Linked DNA regions of Mus musculus: region 1 is linked to region 2. A link is a contact called in public Hi-C data. All regions are on one chromosome and are shown on one strand. Each heading gives the region's core, a stretch centred on a gene start, on an enhancer-like site or on the middle of the called end of the contact. The rest is flanking DNA. Distances are from core to core; before and after follow the strand shown. Region 1 has its middle 79 kb from the start of Gm33592. Region 2 overlaps Gm33592 (a long non-coding RNA gene).

Region 1 (4,303 bases), core at 702-3,201, 74 kb after region 2:
CTCTCTAAGTAGTGTTGTGGTTTGAATGTGATGTGGCCCCTCAGAAGCTCATGTTGAAAACCGATTGCCACTGTGGGATATTGGGTGGTAGAAAGGTCCTTTAAGAGGTAGTTAGGTGGGTATTCCAGCTTATCCCATCTCTCATTGTATGGCATTCACTAGTGTGAGAACAAAGTGCTCCGGACTGAGCTGACCCTAGTGTTTTTTCTCTTGGTTCACAGCTTCTCCTTCTGTACCTCCACCAGGTTACAGCATAGGATGAAGGCTTCAGCAGGTGGTTGCCCAAGCTTGGGCTGAGTCTCGAACAACTCTAACTAACTTTACTGGTTTATAAATTACCCAATGACTGGTATTCTGATAGGGCAATGAGACAGTAAGTACTGCCGTTCCAGGTTAGGTCCTTACTACGATCCCACAGCTTCTCCCATTCACAGATGGGCTCAACTCATCTCCACTCCCAGACAGAAACTGATCAGTCTGTTTTCTTCACCCCAGATGCTTCTTATAAATGAAATGCTACATCAGGAGGTCGTACATATTCAGCACAGTGCTCTTGTGGTCCGTTCATGTCATTGGATGCATGAGAACTCCTTCATTCTATCACAGGAGAGTTTCTGGCTGTGTGGACACACACAGCCATTTGTATATCATTTAAAGGTGACAGACTTGCCACTTGTCTCTGTTTTCCTGGGCTTGCATGGGTAATTCTGCTGGGACCATCTGTAAGCGAATCCTCAGATACACATGTCTTCATTTTTTTTTTTTTTTTTTTTTTTGGAGAGATTCCAGAAGTGTCTGGGGCATGCACTCAGTGAAAATCTGCTTTTTGGGAACCACCAAACTATTTCCTGCAGTGGTCATGCCAGTCTGAGTCAATGTTGCTTTTATAAAACGCTGAACATCCTTAGGAAGCCAGATAGCTTATTTGAAATTTTCTTCATTATTTACTTAAACCGTCTTTTTCTTCATGTGAGTAATTTATGATAAAAATAAGTTCTCATTCAGAATTAACACAATGAGAAGAGAGAGCCAAATTATTTCCTCTCCTTAGTAGAAAGTGGAGAGCAATAGGTAACATGGCTAAGGAAAGCCTTGGCCTTAGCCCTACATTTCTTTTTTAATACGAGGTTTCCCTCTATTGTCCAGGCAGGTCTGGGATTTTTATGTAAGACCAGGGTGACCTCAAACTTGTGTCAGTTCTCCTGCCTCTGCCTTCCATGAACCCTCATGCCTGGCTTCAGACACCTAGACTTGCCATTTACTGTTTTCTCCAATGGAAAGGCAGGAGGTGAGAGAGTATGGAGTAAGTTCTTGGAAAAGAGCTAGGTGATAAATTGCCTAAAGCTGATGAACTAACATTTTGAGAAAGCAAAGAAGTCAATGTTTCTTTTAAAGTTTTTTAAAACAAGTTTTTCATTACAAAATTGAATTGAATTTATTTATGTACTTTGCATTTTCACACATGTGCCAGATAGTGGAAGTGTGGAGGACGACTTGCAGGAATTGATTCTCTCCTTCCATTATGTGGGTCCTGGGGATTGAACTCAGGTCATCAGACTTGGCAGCAAGCTCCTTAACCCACTAAGACACCTTACTGGCCCAAGAATATAACTTTTATTTTTTTTAAGAGAAAATGTAATATGGTTCCCAAATTGTTTTTCAATTTTTATTTTTATTTATTTGTTTATTGTGTATGGTGTGTATTGCGTGTATATGTGCATGTGGGATGTGTGTGCTCATATGCATAAGTGTGCAGGATAGAGTAGAATATTGGGTGTCTTTGTCTAGTGTACACTGCCTTATTGGATGGAGACAGTGTTTATCACTGAGCTGGAAGCTGGCTGTTTCAGCTAGCCTGGCTGGCCAGTGAGCTTCCAGGATTTGCCTGTATCTGTCCTCCAATGCTGTGGTTAAAGACACACACCTCTATGCCCAGCTTCTTATCAACATGTTAGAGATTTGAGCTCAGGGCCTCGTGCTTGCAAAGTAAGTCTTCTTACTCACCGAGTCATCTTCCCCGATCCTGTTCTTTAAATTTTGTATGGGCATCAGGACATTTTGGAGTCTGAACTACAGCTGATAGCCCAGTCTTCCTCCTGAAGAGAGATAAACACCAGCTCTCCTTGCAATGTCTTAAAACGTCATGACTGGACAAAACCATGCTTCCAAAAGCACAGTTCAACACAGCTGTCACCTCTGAGACCCCACACAAGCTGTAGGGTGGGCATCAAACCTGGGATACTCGGTGATGCTGCAGGCTTGAGGGCAGCACCACAGGAAAGCTTGTGCCACGTAGCAGACTATCTGTTAATTTGCAAATTAACTTCAGCTAAATTTTAAAATAACTAAAAGTTGACGCTAAAAAAAAAATCACCCCACATAGCTCTTTCAATCTTTTTTTCTCTTCCTTTGACATTCTTGTTTTTCCCCCTTCTGGGTACCTAGCTTACCTGTCATTAGTTGAGGTCTGAATTCAGTTAAGGCAAACGTTTATTTATTTGTTTGTTTGTTTATTTTTGGTAAAGATAAAATTGCTAAGCACCAAGAGCTGAGAAGATAGCTCATCTTGTGGAAGTATGGGGACCCGAAGTGGTCCTCAGTAAAAGCCAGCAAGGGGCACAAATCTTTAATCCTAGCACTGGGAAGCAGACAGGGTTGGATGGGGGTTGGGGGTGGCCAGTCTATCTGATGATCCCTCAGCTCCAGGTTCCACAAGAGACTCTGTCTCATAAATAAGATGGAACACCTTATGAAGTACTGGGTCCAGGGTTTTTAAGTCCCCCCTCCCCCTCTCTCTCCCCCTCCCCCTCTCTCTCCCCCCCCTCTCTCTCTCCCCCTCCCCCTCCCTCCCCTTCTTCCTCTTCTCTATGAAGTCTTTCTGAGAGCTCAGAGTCTATTGAGATAAAGTGAGTAAAAATATTTATCTATGTGAGGCAAATACCCACGTGTCAATCTAGCACCAACCTATCAACCATTTCTCTAGTGTGTCTGGCCAATTATATCTTTATAGAGAGGTAATTAAATAAAGAGTGTTTCTAAAAAGGAAAAAAAAATTGAAGAGTATGAGATGTTTAGAAAGCGTGGTGGATAGGTGTAGGGGACAAAATGAGCCTGTTATCATATCATGCCCATTTGAAATTAATATTTTACATAGGTTACTTCATATATATTATTAGACTTATTTTATCATTGGCTTTTTTTCACAAATCCACAGTCATGCGATTCTACAAGAGCAGGGCATCTGAGAAGCATGACCCAGGGAGCACTGTGGTGTTATTTCTTGTGGCAGTAAGTGGGGCAGTGTTGGATGGGTTTAGGATTGACACCAGGTTGGTCATAAGATCCTGTGTGCACTCTGGACTGGCCATGGGGCTTGTTTTGCCAGAAGGGCTGAGAACCAACAAGGCACAACAGACAGTAGAATTGCCGTGAGTGCAGGCTGTGGCAGAGGTGCTCCCAGTAGCTATTTAATATTTAATATACTGCGGGCTGCTCCGTGGCCTCTCTGTGGTAACCGCACTGCATATTCTTTGGGTGATCTCCCAGAGGTGCTTGTCTCTCCTCTCCATCCCACGGCAAGCTAATATTTAACCACCTGTTTTCTGAGACACTAAGCGGATTCCGTGGTGTAAATAGTCTCAGTGCTTTATATGCCACTAATCTGATATCCCTTGTATGGGGTCAGAGGTTGCTTGCCAAATGTCTATTGCAAAGGGACAATGGAGAAAGTAATACAAGAACGCAGGTGGTTATCTCAGGTAGGAAACATGAATAAATGATTCATTTTCTGTACCTAATACCTTTGATATTAATGTAATTGGTTAATTATGTGTTCAGGTGACTTAATTTTTAGTAATAGTTGTGTCTATTCATGGTGTGCCAAATTCCTATAAGCTAATTACTGGTTCTCACAATTAGTATGAGTTAAGACATAGTTTGCAGTTGATATCTTTTAAAGTTTATGCCATGACCTTCCTTCTCTCTCTTTCGTGTGTGTGTGTGTGTGTGTGTGTGTGTGTGTCTGTGCTTATGAGTGCATGTGTGTGTGTGAGTGTGGATGTATGTGTGCATGTGTGTATATGTTAGTGTGTGCATGTGAGAGTGTGTGTGTTGTATTAAGTGTGTGTGTGCCTGTGCTTGTGAGTGCATGTGTGTGTGTGAGTGTGGATGTATGTGTGCATGTGTGTATATTGTTAGTGCGTGCATGTGAGAGTGTGTGTGTTGTATTAAGTGTGTCTATGTGCGTGTATGTGGTTATGTGTATGTGTGTGCACATGTGTGTGCATGTGTGGATGTGTGTGGA
Region 2 (4,553 bases), core at 1,864-4,363:
CTAGAGATCAATCCCTTGTCTGATGTGTAGCTGGCAACGCATTTCTCCCCCACTGTGGGCTCTCCGGCTCACTCTGTTGAAAGTTTATTTTGCTATTCAGGAGCCTTCGAATTTCAGGTAATCCCATTTCTCATTTCTTGGGGGCTATTTCTTATGCTACAGGGGTTCTATTCAGAAACAGCTGGTTTTATTGCAAGTGACAAAAGTCTGCTTAGTGAAGTGAAAGAGCCAGGCAGAGCTGGTTAGAGACTGGATGAATGTTTTTAAGACCAGTGTTCCCATCTCTTGATCAGCCCCACCTGCACTCCATGTTAGCATGTGATGGGTCTAGTCTACAGACATGTTCTCTTTGTGTGCCAAGGAAGTAAGTCACTGGGTGTCCTTGACCTACCAAACACTCAACATTGAGTTTCTCCGTCAGTTCTATGATACGCCAAGGATTGCATTGTTCTTGGTGACAAGAGTCTTTTCCACAGAAGGACATTTCCAGAGAGGGTCAACAGCAGAGCGCTGTCAGCCAGGGAAATAAATCCTCCAACCTCACGCCACCAGCACCTGAGCTGTGCTCATTAGTTTGTGGCTGGCTTCTTCAGTCTCTCAGCTCCCTTATTGTTTTGTAGAAGGGTTTATCCTGGATGCTAATCCTCCATGTGCTATATATGTTAGAAGTATCTTACCTCAATCTATTGTTGGTCTTTTCCTTAAAGTACTAGTTATGTTAAAGATATGCTACATTTCATTTACCTCCCTCCCTTCTCTAAGATTATACAAATATTGTGTGTGTTCTTTGAATCTTTTAGTGATTTTTTTTTAAATGTCTTTTTGATTCCACTGGAGATTTTTGTTCATGGTATGTGGTGATATCCCAGGCCAGCGTATTTTAATAGGTTCTTCCCTGCAGACTGATATAAAATACTACTTTCTAAATAAATTTTTGTTTAGACAAGAATGTGCTGTCTTTCCATTTCCAGTCACCTAGTGTCTATTTTCCCATAATCACTTATTTTAAAAGCCACTGTATTTTCATATTTTGCTAACTTGTTGGTCAAATCTTCAATCATCATGGTTTTATTTCCAAAAAATGGTTATGTGTAAGCTCTTTTCCCCCTTATGAACTTGAGAGTGAACTTCTCTTATTGGGATTGCTTTAAGTTTACAGACAAAAATTAAACTAAGCAGTTATGTAACATTGGGACTCCTTACCTAAGGGTCTACCATGGACATCTGCTTTATTTGCTACAAAGTTATTTTTTATTGTCTTCAGTAAATCTTATCATTTCCTTCACATACACCTTACATGTTTCTTGTTGGGTTTGGCACTAAGCATTTTATTCTCATGAGCATTTTTGTCAACGAAGTCTTTTCCTTTTCTTCTGGTGATGTCACATGCTGTACATACATTTAACAAGTTGGTAAGTGTGCTTGCTAGCTGCTCCTGTTTTCTCCTACCTCTTCCTCTCCCTCCTTTCCTCTATTTTTATCTGCAATGGGGTCTAACTGTCCTTGAATTCACTATGTAGACCAGGCTAGTCTCAAACTCACAGAGATCCACCTGCCTCTGTTTCCTGAGTGCTAAGATTAAAGGAGTGCACCACCACATCTGACTCTAATTTTAGTTATAAAATTTCTTCTCTTCCTCATCCTCTTCCTCTTCTTCCTTCTCTTCCTCTTCTTCAGTTATTTATCTTTTTCCACTTTCTTGAATTGAATAGTTTTTTATTTATTTTTTCTTTTTAATCTTTCTTCTATAATAGATGTGTTTCAGTCTGTGCATGTTTACTCAAGTATAGCTTTGCCTGAGTCTCATTTTGAGTTTCATTTTTGCCCTTTACTTATCAGTTTGTCGTGTCATTTTGAATCTTTTTAACCAAACAGTTGTTTGAGAATGAATGATGTATTAGTTAGGATTTTACTGCTGTGAACAGACACCATGACCAAGGCAAGTCTTATTAAAAAACAGCATTTAATTGGGGCTGGCTTACAGGTTCAGAGGTTCAGTCTATTATCATCAAGGTGGGACCATGGCAGTATATAGGCAGGCATGACACAGGAGGAGCTGAGAGTTCTATGTCTTCATCCAAAGGCTGCTAGTGGAAGACTGACTTCCAGGCAACTAGGGTGAGGATCTTATGCCCACACCCACGGTGACACACCTACTCCAACCAGGTCACACCTATTCCAACAGAGCCACACCTCCAAATGGTGCCACTCCCTAGTCCAAGGATATACAAACCATCACAAATGAGAAATATAAAATATTTTCAACAAAGGGCTCAACTAAAATGGCAAATATATTTCTAAAAGTCAAAAAGAAACAAAAGAAATAAAGAAAAAGACACTTGGCCAAGGGTGAGCTGGAGGGATGGTTGGCTTAGGATGTAAATACTAAATGTCATAACCTTGAGAGCCAGAATCGAGCCCTGAGCTTAAACCCTGCCTCACCCACGGAAAGACAATAGAAAAGAATACTACCCACCCACCGGGTAAAAGGAGCTTGCAACCCAAACAGATAGACTTTCTAAGACTTTCCTATTTCAGGCATAACCCATTGCAGTAAATTTAGGAAACACCGTAGCATGTCAGGGGCACACCCCTTTCTCAGATACAACTATGGGCAAGGTCCCTTCTAAAGACCTTGGCTTAGGATTTGAGGGGAGCAACAATTTAAGTTAGCTTAAAGTGGGCTGGAGAGATGGCTCAGCGGTTAAGATTGCTCTTCCTAAGGTCCTGAATTCAAATCCCAGCAACCACATGGTGGCTCACAACCATCTGTAATGAGATCTGACGCCCTCTTCTGAAGTGTCTGAAGACAACTACAGTGTACTTACATATAATAAATAAATATTAAAAAAAGAAAGAAAAAAAAAGTTAGCTTAAAGCATTCCAAGTTGATTCTTTCCTGGCTTGGGAATTCAGCGGTCTGAGATAGGTTTCAGGGCTTAAATTCAAAGTCTATCAGGGTTCTCCTGGTGCTGGCTCTGGGGGAAACCCATTTCCTCTTCTCTTTCAGCCGTTAGAAGATGCTGCATTTCTTGACCCTGGACTCTGCCTCCATGTTCACAGCCAACAGCTTAGCATTTTGGAGTCTCCCTAGCTCTAATCTGTACTTTCGTCTTCGCAGGCCCTTATCTTTCTGTCCCACCTGTCACAAGACCTTCTGTGATGATGACCTTCCTGTTCTATAAAGTCACCAGCGATAACATGGGGCAAATGGACAAATGAGGCTCCACTGAAGGATCCTAACCCCGGTTGGGGGGGGGGGGGCTGTGTGAGAGGTGAGGAGTAAGGAGGTGAGTGAGGGGATGCGAAGATGGGTGCGGGGGGGGGGGAGGTAAGGGAGTGAGGGGGGGGTAAAGGGGGATTCTTTCCCTAATTATTGCTGCCAAGTTCTTTTTTCAGATTTTTTGACCATCTTTAAATTGGGATGTTCATTTTCTTATTGTTGAGTTTTTAAGATCCTTTGTGTCTTCTAGATACAATCTTTTACTAAGAACATGTTCTAAACACGTTCCCCCCACCCCCGTCTATGGTTTGTCTTTTCCTCTTCTTATTCTTAGCAATGTCTCTAATGGCAGATATTTTACATTTTGATGAAGTTTTTTTATCCTTTTCTTTTCTTTTCTTTTTTTCTTTCTTTTTCTTTTTTTTTTTTCTTTTTTTTTTTTTTTTGGTTTATGTTGTAGATAAAACCTTACTACCCAAACCAAGGGCTGGTGTGTGTTTTCTTCTAGCTGTTTTAGAGTTTTCTGTGGTAGGCTTTAGGCTGATCTTTCTGAGTTCATTTCTTGTGAAAGGCATAACGTGTGTGTGTGCATGTATGTGTGTGTGAATATATGCGTATGTGTAAATATATGTGTATATGTGTATGTATGTATGTATATGTGTTTATGAATGTGTATGTGTGTGTCTGTTGTTATAGCATCGTTTCTTGGTGACCATCCTTCTGCCAGTACTTCCTCCGCTCCTTTGACAACACTCAGGTCACTAAATTTGTAGGGTCTCCTTTAGGACTCTGGATTTTGTGTTCTTTGATCTGTCTACATATGATATTGCCAACAGTACAGTGTCATGGTCACTGTAGATTTTATAGAAAGGTTTTAGGTGGCAGCATCAAGTCTCGAACTTCATCCCTCAGCATTTTTGGTGGCCACTCTGGGTCTTTTGCCTCCCTGAGTCAACTTTAGAAGGAGTTATGTCAATATCTGTGAAAGAGCTTTGGGGGTTTGGGTTGGAACTGTATAGAATCCATAGATCTAGGTAGGGAAGAACTCACATGTTAATGTGGAGTTTTCAAAGCTATATTTTATATGAAATGTTTGTTTAGAGATTCAAATAGGTATTTTTTGTCAAAAACTTGGCAGTTTTCTAAACATGGTTTAGAATATAGTTTAGTACACTTATACTTAAGTATTTCATTTGGGGGATAGGCTGTTTGTGGACCATATTGTATTTTGGCTTGATATTCTAATTAATCGTCGCTGCTGTGGGAAAGCATTGTGCATTCTATGTTCCATTATATGTTAATCCTGCATTTCATGAACTTGGACCTTATC

The links. Hi-C and Micro-C count contacts between places; a contact is called where the count stands out from the background.
Region 1: a contact with region 2 is called in a Hi-C map of the G1E-ER4 cell line, with 3 times the contacts expected there. The contact joins two enhancer-like sites. A contact is called at or near these places in 2 of 39 promoter capture datasets (the 3T3-L1 cell line and the C10 cell line), 2 of 484 Hi-C or Micro-C datasets (the G1E-ER4 cell line and cortical glia) and 1 of 115 datasets of contacts at active chromatin or transcription factors (neural progenitor cells).

Annotation. Positions count from the first base shown.
Region 1 is chr2:19,083,405-19,087,707 of GRCm38.p6, forward strand. No RefSeq gene overlaps it. Among named protein-coding and RNA genes, the nearest start is that of Gm33592, 79 kb to the left of the region's middle. Within about 2 kb of position 1,952, at least 6 of the 459 cell types and tissues checked have an H3K27ac peak or open chromatin away from gene starts, as enhancers often do. A contact at or near this core is called in the G1E-ER4 cell line, where this site is marked.
Region 2 is chr2:19,008,563-19,013,115 of GRCm38.p6, forward strand. It overlaps Gm33592 (a long non-coding RNA gene), which reads left to right. Exons shown (of 4, transcript XR_374032.2): 2 at 5-117; 3 at 3,122-3,290. Among named protein-coding and RNA genes, the nearest start is that of Gm33592, 4.0 kb to the left of the region's middle. Within about 2 kb of position 3,114, at least 16 of the 459 cell types and tissues checked have an H3K27ac peak or open chromatin away from gene starts, as enhancers often do. A contact at or near this core is called in the G1E-ER4 cell line, where this site is marked.